Regions from separate parts of the Arachis hypogaea genome. Here region 1 is linked to region 2. A link is a contact called in public Hi-C data. All regions are on one chromosome and are shown on one strand. The core of a region is the stretch at or near the end of the contact, and the rest is flanking DNA. Distances in the headings are between cores, read along the strand shown. Region 1 overlaps LOC112776109 (callose synthase 9). Region 2 has its middle 23 kb from the start of LOC112775296.

Region 1 (4,849 bases), core at 1,895-4,394, 94 kb after region 2:
GGGTTCTACCAAATTGTGAATTCGAGCTATGGTTATATATGAATGAATAATCATGATGATATTGATTTTGTTCTTCAGTAACTCTTCAATAGCAAAAATATTGATGGTGCTTTGACTAATCAATGGTAATAAATCTTTTAAGAAGGTGAGGAATTTAGTGAGATGATAGTAATAAATAAGAGTGAAAATATTATTCAACATTTACTTTTTTTTTCTTCAAATATAATATTGGAAGAACAAAAACTGTGATAAATAATTAGTACAATTCTAATGGACTACTGTTTTTAAAAAATGATATTTGCTCGTAAAAGATTAACCACGGAATTATTCATTAAGTATTTGTGTAATATATTTAATTAATTTTAATGTGTATGATATATTTTAAGTAGTATAATTAAATATTTTTAATAAAAATGAGAAAATGATTAATATTGGTTCAAATACAAAATAAAATCTAAAAAAAAAATATTAGTCATCTAATATTTTTTATATAATTATTTAAATTTAATTTTAATATACTATAAATACAAAATTCGGACAATCCTAATGGACTAATGTTTTCAAATTAAAAAATATTAGATATTTGTGCATATAAAACATCAGCAAGTTTTTGTTTGGATGTAAATGAAAATTTGTATAAAATTAATTTTGATTAAAAATGAATTAGTGTTAATATAATTTATGTATGATAACTTTTATATTAAAATAGATTATAATAAATTAAATATTATTTAGATTATACTCGTCAAAATTATTTTTAGACAAAAATTATTAAAAAGGATATCATTTTAAATAATTATTTTATATTATTTTATTTTAGATATTTAAATAAATTTTAATACTTTTTTTAGTGTTTAATATTCTTTTAGCTATAATTTTTTATTATTTATGATTTTAATATTATTAATTTAATTTAGTCTTTTTAATGAAATTAATAAAATTATAGTATAAAATAAAAAAAACTCTATAAAAATTATAACAGCAAAAAAGTTTATGTGAACAAAAATGATAAAAATTATATAAAAAGTAATAACATATATGAGAGAGCATCAAACAAATATTACAAAAAATAAGCCAATGAGTAATAGCTCAAATGGCATAGTCTCCCCATACTTAATTAAGAGGTTGCGGGTTCGAGTCTCCTATCTTTGGTAAAAAAAAAAAAAATATTACAAAAAACAAAATTTATCTTATGGAGAATAAAAGAGTTACGCTAGTCACGAGAATTGGCCATGATATGTGCTTCAGGTTGTGTTTCAAGACAAAATAAAAATAATAGATTGAAATTGAATATAAAGATAGATCAAAATTTAAAATAAAAAATAAAAAGAGTAAATTAAAATTGAATAAAATAAAAAATTATTTTATTTTTTATTTAATTTTTTATGAAATAAAAAAAACTTATTCAACTTAATTTTAACACACTATGATTTGATATAAATTGAAATTGAACAAAAGAAAATATTTTTATCTTCGAGATGCAACAAAAAAATAACTCACTTAATTTTATTTATTCACACTATAATTTTATTATAAAACTAAAAAATGAGTTTTCACTTTTTTAATCTCTATTTTTATTTTACGGTTACAATAATTTAAGAGATATTTATAATTTTATATTAGATTAAAAATAAAAATTCTAAGCCTACTAATCTAAATCCAATTTACTAAATAAATAAATAAATAAAAATATATGAAATTAAACTGAACATTCTAACACCTAAAAATATAAATTAATAACCACAAAATAACGATTAAACTCCTCAGTCCTCATGTCACAATCTATGTATAATCTAATTTTAATAGTTCATTCACCAATAACCCAAATGGAGTGAGACACGTACAAGCCTGGAGTGTTACCTCTCGCAATTCTTTTAAGAATAATGAGAAGCTATAAAAGCAAGTTTATCGTTTTTTTTTTTTTAGATATATTGGATTGCTCTCAATTTTAGGCTATATTAACACACATTACACTCATATACATAAGACTTTTATTTAGAGTTGACTACTTGTACAATATAAATCAGTTTTTAGTCGGCCTTTAAATATAATATTTTATTATTTTAATTTTTTAATTAATCATATTTCCTATTTTTAAGAAACCACTCTTATTTTAAAGAATCTCTAACTTCTTATTACTATAATAAAGCATTTCCTTTATTTTCTCCCTCTCTCGTAATGTAATCATCACCAATCTCTTGTTCACACACACTCTCTCTTTAGTAAAAACTATATTATTCTCTCATATAGTAAAGTTCTTTGCTTCAAATAAAAAAAACTCATGTAAATATTTTATCTACACATTCGAAACTAGAATATCATTATAAATTCAGCTGGTCCAATTAAACACAAACACATTTAAAATTATGTTGCCTTTGATTATTCAAAAAAAAAAAAAAAACAAGAACAACAAAAACGTCCAAAATTATGTTACCTTTCATTAATCGAGAGAAAAATAAAAAATAATATAAACACATCTAAAATCATGTTGTCTTTCATTAATTGAAAAAAAGGAGACAAACCACTACAAGTTTGATTACAAGTTCAGCTGGTTGCAATTAAACACATAAACACATCTAAAATTATGCAACTGTTCAGTAACCAGAATTAAAAAAACAACAATATAAACACATCTAAAACACATAAAACACATTTAAAATTACACAGCCTTTCATTAACCAAATTAAAAAACAGCATAAACACATCCAAAATTATACTTTAATTAATAAAAAAAACAAGAACAATATAAACACATCCAAAATTATGATGCTTTTTATTGATCGAGAAAAAAAAAAGCCAGTAAGATCAGCATACGTTTATTAACAGAAAAAAAAAGGATAAGATACGGGAGAGAAAGCACTACAAATCATTCACAACAGTGAACAAAAATTATCAACACAGCCACATCCAAATACTCATGAGTGTTTCCGACGCGGGGGGAGCGGCGTGGAGGAAGAAGGCGACCCGACTGAGAAGCGGCGTGGAGGAGGAAGGCCGCACGACAGAGCTGCACAGGGAGAGTAAGGGGAGTAGCGCGGAGTGACGGAGCTGCACAGGAGGAGAAGCGCGGTGTGCAAGAGCTGCGCAGGGGGAGGAGACCGACGCGGGAGGAGGAGAGTGCGGGCAGAGACTAACGACGGCGGCGATGAAGATAAGCTTGGAAGGAGAGGAATGTGACGTTGTAGATGAGCGCCGAGGTGGAAGAAGGCAGCATCGAGGATGAGGGCCGAGGAGGACGGTGACGCGGACGAACGGCGGCGGAAGATGACTTCTCTAAGTTTTCAAAGTGTGCCGTTGAGTTTTGGATGTGACTCTTTTGGATTTTGAATGTGGGATAAATGTGACTTCTTTACTTTGGCCATTGCCAAGATTTGAACCCGTGTACAACATATTAAGAGGCAATACATAACCACTTAACCAAAGCCTCATTTGCGGGTTAAGTACTTGGGTTAAGTACTTGTTGGGAAGAAGTGGCATTTGATTTTGAGAATAGGCCAAAAGCCTAAAACAAGACATTGAAAATAGAATACAAAGGACCAAAGACACAATTAGTATTTTTATATTTTGTTTGGTAATAAAGTAAATACACAATAGAACAAATAATAAAAAATTCAATTTACCTTCATTTTTTTCTTCACACAATTTAAAATAAAAAATAAAATAATAAAAAAATATAATTATAAAAATTCGACAATGATAATAAAAAACAATAATAAATTGTTTTCGTTCAGTATTTCTATGTTCCTATAAAAAAGGACACAAAATACACTAATTCAATATCTTACGACACAATGGCTCTATCCATATCTCACCTACCAAACGTAGCAAGTAACTTGTGGACTTATATTCATTTTGTATTATATATGTATCAATATACCAGTAGCTTGCTAGTAACATTATTGTTATCCATGAGAATAGTGACGTTTAAGTGTCACATTTTATAAACATATTGATATCCAATATGTTAAAGATCTATTTACAATTTTGTAGCAAAAAAGAGTATCAAAAGACTAAACAAAGAATCAGATGGATTTGACCTTATTATACACATGAATTGCACTCAACGTCAGGTGGGTTTTGTCTTTCGTGAAATCTGGAGAACTGGTGGCTTAACAGCTATCCTATTAAGCAGCTTTTTCTATTATGCAAGTTAAAGAATTTAGAAAATACTAAAGAACTAACACTTTTAGTGAAGAAAATATTAACTAATATTAATTCAAATATATAAAAAATTGTTACCTATTTAGTGATTTTGATTTTTAATTTCTCATTCCAAGATATACATTAGTTACGGGTTTAGAAGAGCGCAAGAGATCTAAAGTAGGACCACAAAATAAAGCAACCGGGATATCACAATATAACGAAAGTCAAAACTGAGATTTGCGGATATTTGTTTCAACGATACTTCAAACGATTTAAATGACATACACTAGAAGAAATGATGATACAAAATGAAGATACCTACGGGAAATCTAAACATCCTACGAGGAAATATACAAACTATGACCTCCCTTCAACAATACTCATCTGTGGGGGGTAAGACATAAGCTCTAAGTACAAGAACAGGTACAACTATATCCCAGTATTGGGATTGTTCCCGGCAAGGATAAGGGAAATTTCTAGACCTCTGCTAAAGGCTTGGTTAAACATGAGGCGAGTTTGGAATGTTGATACAAATGGGAACCATGAAAAGAATGCAATGGGTATAAAGATAATCATTCCCATGCCAGCATCATACAGGCGAGCAATTGATCGAACGGATTTCCATAGTCCCAGCTTCTTCATCACAGGCTTCCAAGCAGCAGCAATCTACACATGGACATGAACCAACGTAGAAAAATCAAATAGT
Region 2 (5,575 bases), core at 716-3,215:
AACAAAATCTTTTAAAAGAAGTTTTTAATAGAAAAAATATAATATACTATGGAAAAATTCAACTTGAAGCTCCTATAAAGATAAAATCTGCCAATGGAGAACTTGAAATAGCTTTGATAAATAATGAAGAATTAAGTAAACAGATTGAGAAAATTAAGGATCAACAAAAAAGATCTAAAATTGGATGGATTCATATTAGTACTATACAAGTCTTAATCAAATCTACATATATGAAAGGAATTAATTCACCAATAAGTTTAGCAATCTGTGACAAAAGAATTACTGATGACCCAATAGATCAAATAATTGGAATTGTTCATGGAAATTTGGCAAACGTAAATGTTAAATTTAATGCCCATCTTGGATATGCTATACCTTTATCAACTGAAAATCTTGGAAGATCTATAAGTTTGGCTTATAAATTTCATAGAAAGAATCTAATGGAACAAGATGATGAACCATTTTCAATTACATATGCAATAAATTATGCTTTAACAAATAGCCATCATAGTATAATATTTAAAAACAGAGAAAGAATTTATGTCGATGAATTATTTCAGAAAATTGTAAAAACAGAAATACCAAAATATAAAGCTATTGAAAACTCACTTCTATTATTAAAAAAACCATCAAGAAAATTGGTTTCATCAAATTTTCAAATAAGAGAATCTAAAATTAATAGCCCTTTAAGTTTATCTAAGCTAAAGATTAAAGAAGAAAATTCTGAAATAAAAGAATTAACAACAAAAGGTCAAAAAATTAAATGAAACCCTAAATACTAAATTATGACAATAAATAAAGAAGAAATATATGTAACTTATCAAGATAAGAAACAAGAGCTCTTTGAAAGAGAAAATCGTTTGAATTATTTGCAGTTTTCTGAAATAAATCAAAGAGCATTTGAAGCTCTAAAAATAATCTATGACAAGTTAAAAAGAGAAGTTGAAGAGCTAGAAAAATTAATAGAATCTCTAGAAAATAGTGATGAAGCGATGATAGAATTTGCAGAAATTCTAAAATAAATAATGAAGCATACAAAGATTGAAAGACCAGAAAATAAAATAAAAAGAAAAAGAGCGAAAAAATTAAAAAGTAAAATAAAGGAGTATAAAAGGGAATTAAATAATCTTCAGATCGAAATTGATGACCTTATAATAAAAAGGATAGAAATAAGAATAAATATAAACAAGTTGGAGTTAAACTTAAAAAATTTATAAATACCTGAAAAATCATATTATGACTTAAAAGAATTAAAGCTGTTGAAAGAAAAAATTGAGAATGAGGTTGAAAAATTAAAAAGATATTTAGAAACAACAAAAAGTGTAGAAATAAAAGAAGTTTTTGAAGATTTGAGAAATTATATTAAAGAAAAAGACAAACAGATAAAAGATTTTATATACAGTAATCCTTGCAAAAAAGAATATTATAAAGTAAAACAATATTGAAAAACTATAAAAATGAAATCAGAATTATAAATACTAGTAATAGCAGAAATGGTCAACATTTTTTATGAATTTGCAAATTATACAAATTATAAACTTATTCGAAGTAAAATATGAAGAGTAAAATTGGTATCAGAGCCAAGTTAACGATTAAGGGTAACATTTTCTCTTTAAGCAACACTTTTAGTGATACGCTATTAAATCAATAAACAACCAAATAAAAACAAAAATTATCAAAACACATCTGTACACTAGATGGACCCATTTTAAATATAGGTGCATTTGTGGTAAGGCATACATGATGATAGTCGTTTCGTTAGACCAAGGGTTGTATACTAAGGGTCAGTCTTTGAAGAGTAGTATGGGCTTTTGGGCTTGATAGTTTCTGTAAATTTGTGGTGCCCTTTATTTTCAGTGGTGCTCTTGTGTAGTGCAATAATGGGTCATGATGAAGTGGGCTAGACCAACCCATCAAACCGAACAAAAGGACCACTCGACCAGAACTAAATATTATATTCAACACAACCAAGCCTCAATATGTTAGTCCAACCCATTATAGTTAGTTAGCGGGCATGCATGTGTTTAGGGGTCTATATAGAATGCTTAAAAGCCATAATCATCCAAGTCCAAAAAAAAAAGCCATAATCATATTGGCCGAAAGAAAAATCCAAAAGTCCACCAGGATTTCATTTTATAGCCACACCCACCAGAGAGCTAGGCAAATATGGATTGAAGATTATCAAGGGGTCCCCTTATGCTGTAATATTGTAGAGTTGTCATTTTTTCGGAGGTTAGCTCCGTCTTCTTAAAAAAAAAAAAAAATTTCTGAGTCATAATTTCTGGCTTTTTTTTTTTAATATGGAAATAAAAGTAGTGATATACCTTAACATTGTAATTTTTGGTGTTTTTTAAAAGTGTGAAAGATACACAAATCGGAGGGTCCGATTTCTATACTTCAAATTTTTTAATTTTTTTTAACAAAAATTCCACAGTCCGATTTTTGTTCTCTCACAAATCTCTCGATCCGATTTCTGTACTTCTCACAAATCGAACGGTTCAATTTTTGTTTATCTAATTAAACGATTTCACATTTGAGAATAACACTCTATTAACCCACATTTTGAAGAATTCAAGGATACATGAAAGTATGTGATTGGTATATATTGAGAAGAATATTATGGGTTATCTGAATTTATTATTTTAAATTATTAATTAGTTATTAATATTTAAAAATATAAAATAAAATATATTATTAGATTGTTAAACTAAAAAAAATAGACTAAAAGAATTGAGTCGATGACTAAGTGATGACAAAAAATAATAAATTCTAATAATATTCTAGTATTTCTCATATATATATAACTCAATATGTGATTATAATTTAATTTGATTAAGATCTTCTAAAACAAAAAAAATTAGTAAAATAATAAAATAAAAAATTAATTACTCTTAAATTAAGATAGTGTGATATACATTTCATAAAAATTATAAAACCAATCGTGATTAACCATTCATTTTATCATTTTACTAATTTTCTGATTTTAGAGAATTTAAATTCAATTTATTTTATTTAAACTAGAGTTAAAATCAAACTAATAATTTCTCTAGTAGTTTATTCTTCTCATGTGGTTGTTCTTCTTATTATTATTATTATTTTCTTTATATAGTTGAGTTAAATTTTTAAATTTAAGTTGGCAATTTAAAATAAATTTTTAAATTTATACCATATAAAATAGGATAATTTTTAATGTGTATTTTGTATTTTAATATATCTCTTTTATACATAATTAATTTTATGACTTATTTTTGGTATATAAATAGTATAATTAAATATTTTTAATTAAAAAAAAATTAGTTAATATTGATTCAAATACAAAATCAAGACTAAAAAAAATATTAGTTACATAACATTTCTCATAAAATTATATGAATTTAAAATCTCCACAATGTGTAGCAATTTACATAAATTACATTTAGAATCGAGATATATAAAATCATTTTGCAAATATTGTAAATAAATAATTTTAAATTCTATTTTATTTCAATATGTAAATTGTTCTAATTAAAATATTGTTACTTATTGAACTATAAGTCATCTAATGGCACACTACCATATCAACAAGCGTAATTTATCCTCTATAACAAGAAGTTTCAGAACAACTGCCTTACAAAATTATTTAAAAGAAAAAAATAAATATTAAATCTAGTTTTTACTATTTGTTCCGTGAGAGAGAACGTATTTTAATCATTTTTAAACTTCAATTAAGATCCCATTATTACAAAAAAATGGATAGATCAATTCTTGTTATGGAATGACAAACAATTACCTGCTGCCATGTAAAAAAATATTGTCAAGTGTCACATCCAAATGAATTTAAATTCTCTAAATTTTAAATTTTTACTTTAAAAAATAAAGTATGATATCTCATCTTTAAATAGTTTCTCTTTTATATTTTCTCTTGATCTTACTTATGAAATAAATTGTAAAAGATCACACTTTATCTTTTAAAATAAAATTTAAAATTTAAAAGATTCAAATCCTATCCAAATAGATACAAGAACTAAAATCTTTCTCCTCAAAAATTAAAAAACTTTTATGATGTGAAAAAGAAGAACCAACACAAAAAGAGATGGCGTAAAAAGAGGAACAAACACAAAGATAAGAGAAAATATATATAAATGTGTTTGTCTCATAAATTAGTGAATTAAGACAACTTTTATAGTGCTTAAAAGAGGAACCAACATAAAGAGAGACGACATGAAAAGAACAACGAATACAAGAAGATACAAATGTGAAAAAATATACATATATATAAATGTGGCTATCTCGCATGCTTAAAAAAAATTTATTTATGTGAGATAAATAATTATATTATGAAATATTAATACAATAATAAAAATATATTGTGTATATAAATTTGATTTATTGAGATTGGAGAAAAAACAAATATACTAAAAAAACAAACAAATTGTTCAGTTGTTCGTCACAGTAAAAGATCAGTTGGGTGCCAGGTCAAGAGCAATGGGTTGAAGGAGGGGGGAATTAGGACATGGCGCGAGCTCTATGATAAGTGGTGTTATCCCAATCGTCGGTGGATCTACGGGCAGGGCCACCTGCAAGGAGATTCCGATATTAAAGTAAGTGTCCGTAAAATAAGGTAGCTAATTAGGATAAAAATGACATACCTTTAAAGAGGAATAGGTCCCTCCTCTTTTATATCTCGTGTTTGGGTGGGCCCTCTATCTTGGACTCGTCCGCCTGAAAGCTTCTGCCAGCCGTCTTGGTCTTTGTTGAGAGGAGGAATAACGCGTGCATCACTTTACGAATATGAGTCATAGAGCTGTGAGGTCGGTAGTCCATAACTTAGATCTCTGATCCTTATTGAACTGGACTAAAACACAAATAATAATAATAATAATAATAATAATAATAATAATAATAATCCAAAGCCAAATTTTGTCTCAAATATAAACATACGTACTATTAGTATTTAATATTTTTTAAAATAAAAAATACTAAAAGTGAAAATACAACCAAATGTACCCTAAATTACTCGTTCACTATCCTAGTAAACTGCAACCTACAGCTTGGGGAGGCAGTGAGGCACCGCTATTAGTACTATAATCTATGGAGGCTCCCTCTTCCTCTCCATCATCGTCTTGTTTGTTTCCATCATCATCACCTTATGAAGTTCTCTCTTTGACATCTTTCCTTTTGTTAGTGTATATATATGTATGTCATTAGTATCTCTTTTTTACAGCTTTTATTTGGATCCACTAAAAACATTTCCAGTTATCCCCAAGCAAGTCTAGGAGCAGCTGATGTGGTGAGTCATGGGATAAAGATCATGATCAAAATATTAATATATGAGAGAAAGGTAAGTCAAGAATCAAGTTGGAAATCAGGTTTTTTTCAAAAAAGATTGAAGCCATGACGGTGTAATCTCTAATTGGGCTGAAGTAGAAAAAAAAAAACAATTTAAAATATTATTCTATTTCTAATGAACAGCTAATAAAGTTGATAAAATTTTCTAGAAGTTTTATTATCTGATTATCAATTTTTTTCAATACCAATTAATTCATATAATTTTGATATTTAATAATTTAATGTTATTAATGAATTTTCCGTAGAT

Evidence for each region. Hi-C and Micro-C count contacts between places; a contact is called where the count stands out from the background.
Region 1: a Hi-C map of an unstated tissue shows a contact between it and region 2, with 4 times the contacts expected there. The contact joins two enhancer-like sites. A contact is called at or near these places in 3 of 8 Hi-C or Micro-C datasets (leaf and an unstated tissue).

What each region holds. Positions count from the first base shown.
Region 1 is chr19:152,363,072-152,367,920 of arahy.Tifrunner.gnm2.J5K5, forward strand. LOC112776109 (callose synthase 9) reads right to left here. Exons shown (of 53, transcript XM_025820111.3): 53 at 4,359-4,809. The coding sequence ends at 4,573. Among protein-coding and RNA genes, the nearest start is that of LOC112776109, 30 kb to the right of the region's middle. Within about 2 kb of position 3,145, at least 2 of the 3 cell types and tissues checked have open chromatin away from gene starts, as enhancers often do.
Region 2 is chr19:152,270,361-152,275,935 of arahy.Tifrunner.gnm2.J5K5, forward strand. No RefSeq gene overlaps it. Among protein-coding and RNA genes, the nearest start is that of LOC112775296, 23 kb to the left of the region's middle. Within about 2 kb of position 1,966, at least 3 of the 3 cell types and tissues checked have open chromatin away from gene starts, as enhancers often do.